Regions from separate parts of the Callithrix jacchus genome. Here region 1 is linked to region 2. A link is a contact called in public Hi-C data. All regions are on one chromosome and are shown on one strand. The core of a region is the stretch at or near the end of the contact, and the rest is flanking DNA. Distances in the headings are between cores, read along the strand shown.

What was found. Hi-C and Micro-C count contacts between places; a contact is called where the count stands out from the background.
Region 1: a Hi-C map of skeletal muscle shows a contact between it and region 2, with 9 times the contacts expected there. The contact joins the promoter of TOR3A here to the promoter of AXDND1 in region 2. A contact is called at or near these places in 3 of 3 Hi-C or Micro-C datasets (induced pluripotent stem cells and skeletal muscle).

The regions. Positions count from the first base shown.
Region 1 is chr18:24,203,016-24,208,312 of calJac240_pri, reverse strand. TOR3A (torsin family 3 member A) reads left to right here and starts at 3,284. Exons shown (of 6, transcript XM_035279964.3): 1 at 3,284-3,598; 2 at 4,142-4,255. The coding sequence starts at 3,337.
Region 2 is chr18:23,906,975-23,912,225 of calJac240_pri, reverse strand. It overlaps AXDND1 (axonemal dynein light chain domain containing 1), which reads left to right and starts at 2,759. Exons shown (of 29, transcript XR_013529486.1): 1 at 2,759-3,101; 2 at 3,510-3,716.

The DNA of each region.
Region 1 (5,297 bases), core at 2,035-4,534, 300 kb before region 2:
TTTTTTTTGGATTGACAGTCTTGCTCTGTCGCAGGCTGGAGTGTAGTGCATTGGCACAATCATAGCTCATTGCAGCCTCAAACTCCAGAGCTCAAATGATCCTCCTCCCTCAGCCTCTCAAGTAGCTAGTATTACAGGCATGCACCACCACACCCGATAATTTTCTATTTTTATTTTTGGTCTCAAACTCTGGCTCAAGCAACCCTCCTGCCTCAGCTTCCCAAAGTGCTGGGATTACAGGCATAGGCCATGACTCCCTGCACAGAAAGACCGTATTTATTTATTTATTTATAACCTGGCAACTTTCATTTAAAGAAAGACCTTAAAGTGCAGGGTTTGATTCAGTAGGTCTGGGGCCTGAGATTCTGCATTTCTGACAAGCTCCTGGGTGATGCCAGTGCTGGGGTTCTGGGACCACACTTGAGTAGTACCATAATGCTTGTAAAATCACAGCTGTCAGCCAGGCGTGGTGGCTCACACCCATAATCCCAGAACTTTGGGAGGCCAAGGCAGGCAGTGAGGTCAGGAGTTCAAGACCAGCCTGGCCAACACAGCGAAACCCTATCTCTATGAAAATTATAATATATACAAAATTAGCTGGGCATAGTGGTGTGCACCTGTAATCATAGCTACTTGGGAGGCTGAGGCAGGAGACGCACTTGAAATCGGAGGCAGAGGTTGCAGTGAGCCGAGATCGCGCCATTGCACTCCAGCCTAGGCAAAAAGAGCGAAACTTCATCTCAAAAAAGAAAAAGAAAAAAATCATAGCGGTCTGTAGTTTTCCCAATAGCCTCTAGATGTCCTCGTCATTCATGAGATATGGCTCCTATACCTTTAAAAGCAGCACAGCCTCCAAGCCCTGAGACCAAAATGAATATTTATTGAAATACTCAGTCTGGGTAACAACAGCGAAACTCCGTCTCAAAAGAAAAAAAAGAAAGAAAAGAAATACTCAAGAGACGTGTCTAGAAACTGGTGTTTGGATTTATTGTTTCTACACAAAACCGACTGGTGAAAAAGTGTTTATCTCTTTTTTTAAATCTTGAAATCAAGTTGGTTGTCAAAGAACTTTGCAGCTAACCTACTTTATTTACCATGGGATGCTAAATCCAACTCAGAACATCTCAGAAATGAGCAGTTATCCCTACATGAAAGGGATAATTCTTTCCACAGATAATTAAGAATTCTTTACTTCTTATAACTTGGACGGTTTTAATAAACTGTTGTTACTACTAGTAAATTTTTCACCATAAATTCACATACAAACCACCAGTATTAAGCCATCCTAGCCTCCTGTATAGACCACCCAGAGCCTCCTCCAGGGCTGGGTAGATACAAAAATTAAAGTGACTATGTATTCAGTGTTGATGCCGCACTCACTGAATAAGCTCATTGAATCTTCACAGCAGCCCTATGAGGGGACTATTTTATGATCCCTTTTTTATAGGCGAGGAAACAGGCATAGGATGCTTCAGTAACACCCAGGGTTGCACAAATAGAAAATGGTAATCACTATACTAGACTGCCATTCAGACTCAAACGATGTTTGTTGAATGAGGTAATTTTTTTTTTTTTTTTTTTTTTTTTTGGTTTTGAGATGGAGTCTCACTCTGTTGCCCAGGCTGGAGTGCAGTGGTTCGATCTCAGCTCACTGCAACCTCTGCCCCCTGGGTTCAAGCCATTCTTCTGCCTCAGCCTCCTGAGTAGCTGGGATTACAGATGCCCACCACCACGTCATCTGATTTTGTATTTTTAGTAGAGATGGGTTTCTGCATGTTGGCCAGGCTGGTCTTGAACTCCCGATCTCAGGTGGTCCATCCGCCTCCGCCTCCCAAAGTGCTGGGATTACAGGCATGAGCCACCACATTCGGCCTAATTTTTTTAGTTTTCCAATAAGCGCTGTGGTGTGTGCATTGTTAATTGTTTCCGGTGGATTCCACAAGCTTGATGCATACAGTGCCGGGCTAGTGCCATGGCTCCTACTCCATGAAAAGTTTTTGACATCACACTGAATGAGACACTACAAACATTTTGCTTTTCAACTGAACCTTGTGGTGTCCTAGCAAGGTGCTTATCTGGTTTCCATAGGCGTTTGAACGAAAGGCAGGGGCAAATTTGATAAGCTTTTGAGAATGGAGCAGACCTGGCACTGAGTGTGATTTAAGAGACTGGGGTGAACCGGTGAGTCAAGTTCCCTGCGACATTGGTGAGACACCTTACTGTCTGGAGGGCCCAACCTCAAAGCCACTAAACATATGACACTAGCCAAGTCCACTCATCTCTCTAGACAGTAGTTTTCTCCTAAGGCAAGATGGCTTTTTGGCCATTGGCTGCAGTAAGCCAGGTGATTTTATTTATTTATGTATTTTCTATTTACAGCCATCAGAAAGCCAGGTGATTTTAAGCAATGCATTAAGCTCTTCTGAAATCTAACAGCCTTGTTCCAAGCTCCTCGCTATGGAGAAGAGCGCTAGGTCTTTTGCCAGCGGTGTCGGAAGGGCTGCTCAGTCACCGCACTTCAAAGTTGCAAACCTAGCCAGGAAAAGTACTGCACACAGTACTTAGCCTTATTTATTTGTTTGTTTATTTATCTGGAGACAGAGTCTTGCTCTGTCGCCATGCTGGAGTGCAGTGCCGCGATCTCGGTAAATCTTATGATTTGCCCATGACTCGGGGGTTTCCAAAATCCAAACACCTCCAGACGAGCCCATCAATCAGCTTCCTCTTTCTTTTCGCGGACTCGGTTGCAGTTTCTTTTCCTTCTGCGGGGGAGCCAGGGCAACCTTGGCCAGACAGGCACCCAGCTGCGCCCTTCCCAGGGCCTCTTCTCCACTCAGCTGACTCCCCTGGCCCGCCTACCGCTCCTGGCTGAGACGGTTTCCCGGCTTCTCTAACAGGTTGGCGGGAAGTTGAGCTGCAGAGGCGAGGCAGAGCACAAGTGTCCTTATTCCGTAGGCCTCTGATGGGCCACCAGAGCCCTCCGAAAGCCCTGGCGGAGTGACCGACTGGCCACTTCAAAGCCTGATTTCACCTTCTTTGCAACCAGTCACGACCCAGAATAAACTGCTTCCCGGAAGCCTGTTAGTTGCCCTCGGCCTGAAGTGGGTCTCGGGGCCGCCTCTCGCGACCACAGCCAGGGTTTTCAGGTTCCTGCCCAGGTCACGTGTGCGGAGGCTGCCAGTGCGCGCTCTGCCCGGCCCTCCGGTCGCCACAGCAACACCAATCCCCTGCCAGTGCGCGCTCACGCCCGGCCCCCATCCCCAACCCCTCCACCGCCGGCCGTAAGTGAAGCCGACGAGCCCCGCGGCCGAAGAGGCTTGCAGCCCCGGGCCCGCCATGCTTCGTGGCCCGTGGCGCCCGCTCTGGCTCTTTGTCCTGCTGCTGCCGCTCCCGGGCGCGCTCGAGCCCCGCAGCGCTTCTAGGCTGTGGGAGGAGACCGACGAGCCGCGCTCGCCCTGGGCCTGGCCGGGCTTCCAGCGCCTGAAGGAGCAGCTGAGGGCGGCCGCCGCCCTGTCTAAGCGGTACTGGACGCTTTTCAGCCGCCAGGTGTGGCCCGACGACTGTGACGAGGACGAGGAGGCAGCCGCGGGGTCCCCGGGTAAGACCCCGTGCCCGCGGCCGCCATTCGCTGCGGAGCAGGGTGCTATCCGGGCGCGGCTGTGGTCGCCTCGCTCCTGCCCCGGGCGACGTCTCAGCCCACAGTCCCGCTCCGCGCGGCCCCGGGTACCGGCTGTGGGCGCCGCAGCCTCCGCGGAGTCAGGAGCCCAACACCGCCCGGCCCCACCCGCGGCGCCGGCACCCTCTGGGGCCCGGCTTCCCGCCCCCGCCGCCCCCATCCCCGTTCCTTCCAGACTGGCTTGCGCCGCCTGTGCCGCCTCCCAGCCCACCCTGGCGTCATTCGAAGGTGCTGCTCTTGACAGCTCTTGGGAACGTCCGCTGTGGACACGCCTGGTGACTGCCTTCTCCCCTGCTGCTTGTGGACGCAGGGCTTGAGGGCCGACAGTGGGCCGAGCCCGGGCTGGGCGTTGAGATCTCAGTTCTGGGTGTCGCTCTGCCCCTGACGAATCATGTGGCAAAGTTGCCGCATCACTGTCGCGCACCGGATGGTCTCCTCTCGGTCTCACGGCTCCTCCTTTTCCAGGCTGGCGCCTTCCCCTGTTGGGCCAGCGGTACCTGGATCTCCTGACCACGTGGTACTGCAGCTTCCGAGACTGCTGCCCCAGTGGGGATTGCAGAATCTCCAACAACTTTACAGGTTGGACCCCGCTTGGCTTTAAGGGGCTGGGAATCTGTGGGGAGGGAGGCTGTCCAGGGGAAATGGTTAGATGCAAGGGACCTTTTGTCATGCTGCCCAGCCTCCCCACAAGCAGGAACTGCCACAGTCCGACTGAAGTTTTTGGAGTACCAAATACTTAAGTCAAGATGGGACTCGGGGATTTGAGCCTCTAGCTTAATAGCCCAGACAAAACTGAGCTGTTTTGTGGATCTTGAGGATCCATGGGAATGCCATGAACAAGTGACACTCAGCTGAGCTGGGAGGAGGGAGCACCGCTAGATGTTGGGCAGGCCCCTCATTACCACCATGTGTCCCTTGTCTAAACAGGTTTTCCTCTGCTCGCTTACCACCCACCTCTGGTCATGTCGGTCTGAGCCCTGAGAGCCTCTCCAAGAAGAGAATAGCTAATATCTATTACACTTACCAGGCACTGTGCTAAGAGTTTTGCAGGGATTAACTCATAATCCAACATCTTCGATCTTAAGGAGAGTCAGGCCCAGAACACCTTGCTCTAAACGTCGACCTCTCACAGGGGACTGGAAGTATCCAGTGAGAGAACTGATCAGAAATTGTGGGTGGTAACTGAAAGTTCCCTTTCTGACCCTTAGCTGACAAATGTCTGGGTGATGCAGCACTCCTTTCCTGGTTTATCTGGGATCAGTAGGGAGGCCTTTGCAGCTTCACACCCTGAGAGAAAGAAGAGACTGTTTCTGATTATAACTAATTCATAGTCCCCATCACAGGGAAATATGCCTGTGCATTCTCCGGCTCCCAGCTGCCTGTGACTCATGACTTAACAAACTCCCTTCCTAGTATTTTCTAATTAGTTTGGGTGGCTTGATTTGCATATTGCAGTTGATTGGCATTTTCACCCACAGGGTGATCTCTGGCCCCAAGTTCTGAAGCCTGCTCTGATATTTGCAAAAGCTTCCTCTCTTTTCCTTAGGAGCAATTTCTTGCCTAGAGTTCTCCTGATCCCAGCTCCTTCAGTCTCCATAAATGGGGCCCACTCTAGATATTT
Region 2 (5,251 bases), core at 1,510-4,009:
TGGCTATCATTTGGACTCAACCAAATTCATGCATCTGATTTATAAAACTGATATAACTTTGTAAATTTACTATGAGAAATCACTCAGAGTAGCATACCCAAGGTTGGTACAATCATTGAATTTGCTGTTGTAGAAGCCCAACTTCTATAAGTTGTTGTACAATGAGCAAGATTAATTTATTCTCAAATACTGCATAATCATTTGCCAGGTACTGTGCCAAGCACTGAAGACATGAGCAAGACAAAAGAATATTTTTTCCTGTAGGCACGTCCATATGTGAACTGAATGATAAAGTCTGAGGCCTCATTCAGTTTTAGGGATGCCCTTCTTGTGTAGAAGCAATACTAGAAGCTACTCTTTGCCTTGGAAACTGTTCGGCTGAGTAGTGCCTAGATTTCCTTCTCAGTGCCTGCTTTTAAAAGTTGCTAATTGGAGGCCTGGTGCAGTGGCTCACACCTGTGATCCCAGAACTTTGGGAGGCCAAGGCGGGCTGATCACTTGAGGTCAGGATTTGGAGACCAGCCTGGCCAATATGGTGAAGCCCCATTTCTACTAAAAGAAAAGTTAGCAGGGCATGGTGACATGCCTGTAATACTAGCTATTCAGGAGGCTGAGGCAGAATTGCTTGAACCTGGGAGGCAGTGAGCCTAGATCGTGCCACTGCACTCCACCCTGGGCAAGAGTGAGACTCTGTCAAAAATAATAAAAAGCAAAAGTTTCTAATTTTTTTTTTTTTTGGTATATTAAATACAAATATTGGCCTACTTCCCCCTCATTCCTTTAGGGAGCTTTGCATGCTCTAAGTGCCTGCAGATGTGTGTATAAATCCCTGCCCACGTACTTAGAAAATGAGTTGATAAGCCAGGTGTAGTGGCTCATGCCTGTAATCCCAGCTACTTGGGAGGCTAAGTTTCCACAGAATCATTTGAACCTGGGAGGCAGAAGTTGCAGTGAGCTGAGATGACACCACTGCCTTTCCACCCTGGGCAACAGAGTGAGATTCCATTTCAAAAAATAAATAAATAAAAGATAAAATTTGAGACCAAGCTGGTCTCAAATTCCTAGTCTCAAGCCATCTTCTAGCCTAAGCCTCTGAAAGTGCTGAGATTACTCAAGCATGAGTAATCCCAGTCACTTACCCACTTCCTCCCCCCACTCCCTTCCCCCTCATGTTGCCCAGACTGGAGTACGATGGCATTGCAACCTCCATCTCCCAAATTCAAGTGATTCTCCTGCCTCAGCCCCCCGAGTAGCTGGGACTACAGGCGTGCGCCACCACACTGAGCTAATTTTTTGAATTTGGTATTTGTATTTGGTAGAGACGGGGTTTCACCGTGTTGATCAGGCTGGTCTGGACCTGACCTCAAATGATACGCCCGCCTCAACCTCCCAAAGTGCTGGGATTACAGGCATGAGCCACCGCGCCCTGCCTCATCCATTCAACTTTAACCTAACCCTTTGCTGAGAGCTTCAGATCCATGTATTAATCAAACAGTTACTTCCCATTTCCCAACCAGATATCTCAATCTTACTGTAAACTCAATATATCCACAAGTCCTAAACTGAACCTTCTCCAAAACCCTCCTCTCAAAACCAAAAAACAACCTTAATTCTGTCAACACTGAACTGTCCAACTGATTTTCACGTTTGTCCAGGCACTGTACTAGGTGCTAAGGAATATGGCGATTAAGATAAAGTTTCCTCCAGGTCTGGAAGCATCTAGACGTTGGGCTTCTCCCGCAGGTTCATTATTTGGCACTAAATCTCTGCCTTCATATGAAAGGATCCCTAACCGGACCGTGCCTCAGTTCGGAGCCAAGGCGCTGATGGTTTTATTTCCTGAGAGCAGGTTTTTCCGCCAGAAGACCCGACAATTTTACCAGAGCTGGTTCCACCTAACCTCAATCCTCCTTCACTGCGCCAAGGAGGTGAAAAATCTGGACCCAGGAGACCTTCCTTGTGCTCTGGGAGGCGTTTAAGGGTCCAACGAAGATGTGACCGAAATGCAAAGAACCTGACGGTTTACCCAATAAGGGACCCAGTTTCTTATTACCCAACTTCCCCCTGAGTCTGGCTTTTAGAAAAATATCCAAAGCTGCTGGGCGCGGTGGCTCACGCCTGTAATACCAACACTTTGGGAGGCCGAGGCGGGCTGATCACCTGACGTCAGGAGTTTGAGACCAGCCTGGCCAATATGGTAAAATTCTGTCTCTACTAAAGATACAAAAATTAGTCCGCCGTCGTGGCGGGCGCCTGCAATCACAGCTACTCCGGAGGTTGAGAAAGCGGAATCCTTGAACCCGGAAGGCGGAGGTTGCAGTGAGCCGAGATCGCGCCATTGCACGCCAGACTGGGCGACAAAAGCGAAACTCCGTCTCAAAAGAAAAGAAACAGAAAGAAAAATATGCAAAGCAACAAAAAAGAGAGCTGGAGAGATGGAAACAACTCTTAGAAGACCCTTGCATAACCCGCGTGCGTCACGAGCCACAAGGGTCCTCCCCTCCAGCGAGCCGCCGCCGGCGCCTGCGCACTGACCCGGCCCGCGGCCGGAAGCCCGGGCTGAGACACTTTCGGATTCTGTGACAACGGCCGGATTAAACCTTTTTCTTCTCCATTACTGCTGAACCTATGCTGTGATTTAGAACACAAGAAACCCCAAGAGGCTGAAGGGATTGTCTTAGCTGTCTCCCTCCTCCACCGGCACCGCCGAAGGCAGCCCCTATTGAGGCCACTAAGCCGCGGGGTCCTGGGTTTCTATAACGACAAACAAGCGTCCTAGGAAAGGGCGAAGTGACTGGTTGCCGGGTGGCAACGCAATGTGTGGGTAGGGTAGTGGGGGTCCCTTTCCTGTCATTTTAAATCAAGAAACAGTGCGAGCCCTGTCCAGCTCGCGAGTTTGTGGAACTGGCACGCGAGAGCGCTGCCTGTGGGGAACGTCGGGGTCCCCAGCCGAGCCATTTGCGGCGAGTGGCGCCCGTCAGGGGTGCAGGCGGCCGCCGAGCGGGTCCTTCCCACCCTGCTCCGACCCTGACCTGACGTGTCCGCTAAGGCTTTTTAATCGCGTCAGATGACGCTACAACATAACGGTCGCCCCGAAGAAGGTAAAGCATGCTAGAGGAATTCTTTTTTTTTTTTTTTTTTGAGACAGAGTTTCGCTCTTGTTACCCAGCTGGAGTGCAATGGCGCGATCTCGGCTCACCGCAACCTCCGCCTCCTGGGTTCAGGCAATTCTCCAGCCTCAGCCTCCTGAGGCTGGGATTACAGGCACGTGCCACCGTGCCCATAATTTTTTGTATTTTTAGTAGAGACGGGGTTTCACCATGTTGACCAGGATGGTCTCGATATCTTGACTTCGTGACCCACCCGCCTCGGCCTCCCAAAGTGCTGGGATTACAGGCTTGAGCCACCGCGCCCGGCCCTAGATGAATTCTTAACTGCGATCTGAACCTAAGTACTTAATGGGTGTCGTCTTTTTTTTTTTTTTTTTTTCTTTTTTCCTCTGCCTTCAGGACTACGTGACAGCCTGCAAGTCCCAGTGCGGCGCTGATTTGTGTCTAAATTAGCTTTCCAGAGGACTATTTCAAATTACTAAAAAAAGTGATAGGTGGCAGTGTTTATTATGTCCCTTCCGAAAACGCCCTCCAACCCGCTAAACTCTGCATCAACATCTGAGAGCAAAATGTTAAAAGTATCAGTAACCAAGGAAGAGACCAGAGGTAAACTTCGATGATTTTGAAGTCATAAACGGTCATGGCCGTAAAGCAGAAATAACCTATTAATCCTTTTTTTTTTTTTGAGATGGAGTCTCCCTATCTTGGCTCACTGCAACCTTCACTTTCGGGTTCAAGCAATTCTCCTGCCTCAGCCTCCCGAGCATCTGGCATTAGAGGCGTGCGCCACCATACCTGGTGAATTTTTTCATATTTTTAGTAGAGACGGGGTTTCACCATATTGGCCAGGTTGATTTCAAACTCCTGACCTTGTGGGCCGCTCGCCTCAGCCTCCCGAAGAGCTGGGATTACAGGCCTGAGCCATCACGCCCGGCCCCAGACGGTTTTTAAAATGTGCGATTCAGAATGCCTTGATTAGCTACACTTTTTCTAACACACTTGCTTAAATAAAACAAGAAGTCATTCCTTTTACAGTATTTTGAGTCAGAATCCTGTTCCACTACACCTGAATACTGTGTATAATTGTTTTCAAATGTAGATTTGTATATTGTTTTAAATTCACCCTAAATATCAATAGTTGGTTTTGTTTTTTTGGTTCCTGGTCTTTGGCTTTAAGGAACTTTGAAAAAGTAATGGCAAGGCTGGACGGAGTGGCTTACGCCTGTAATCCCAGCATTGTGGGAGGCCGGGGTGGGAGGATCACCTGAGGTCAGGAGTTCGAGACCAGCCTGGCCAATATGATGAAACTCCATCTCTACTGGAAATACAAAAATTAGCCGGGCATGGTGGCTCGTGCCTGTAGTCCCAGCTACTTGGGAGGCTGGGGCAGGAGAATTGCTTGAACTCGGGAGGCAGAGGTTGCAGTGAGCTGATGTTGTGCCATTGCGTTCTGGTCTGGGGGACAGAGCAAGACTCCATCTCAAAATAAATAATAGCAGAGATAAGAGAAATGCAATTTAGTACAACGTGTCAATTTGTATCAGTTTTTGGTACTTTTTCTAAATCAGAGTAATTCCTTAAGATTTTCATTCATATGCAGATCTATACTAGAGTTAAAAATCAGCTAGTGTTATCCTTACCCCGTGTTCTGTTAAAGCTTTTCCCAATCTCACTTGCACCTTGTGCTAAAGCCCCAAGCCCCACCTTTTTTTTTTTTTTTTCTGTTTCTTTTGCTCTCAAGCTCTCGGCGAGACAGATTTGGTAACGTAAACCATAACAACTTTTGGTAGTGATCAAAGCATGTTTCCTCCTTATAGAAATAAATATGAACCATGCCGTATTAGGGGCATGAATTAAGAACAATGACAACTCAACCCTGCCTGCCTGACTTCATAGGAGGGCTTTTCCTATATTAGCCTTACTACCTGCCTTTATTACTACTCTGCCCTAGTCAAGCAGGGTAGAACTCTCTTTACAGTTCCCATTCCACAGATTGGTCAGCTCAGATTATTATTCCACTCTCATTTGCAACAATCCCTGTTCCATTTTTACTTTTTTTTTTTTTTTTTTTTCTGAGACGGAGTCTCGCTCTATCACCCAAGCTGGAGTGCAATGGTGCGATCTTGGCTCACTGCAACCTC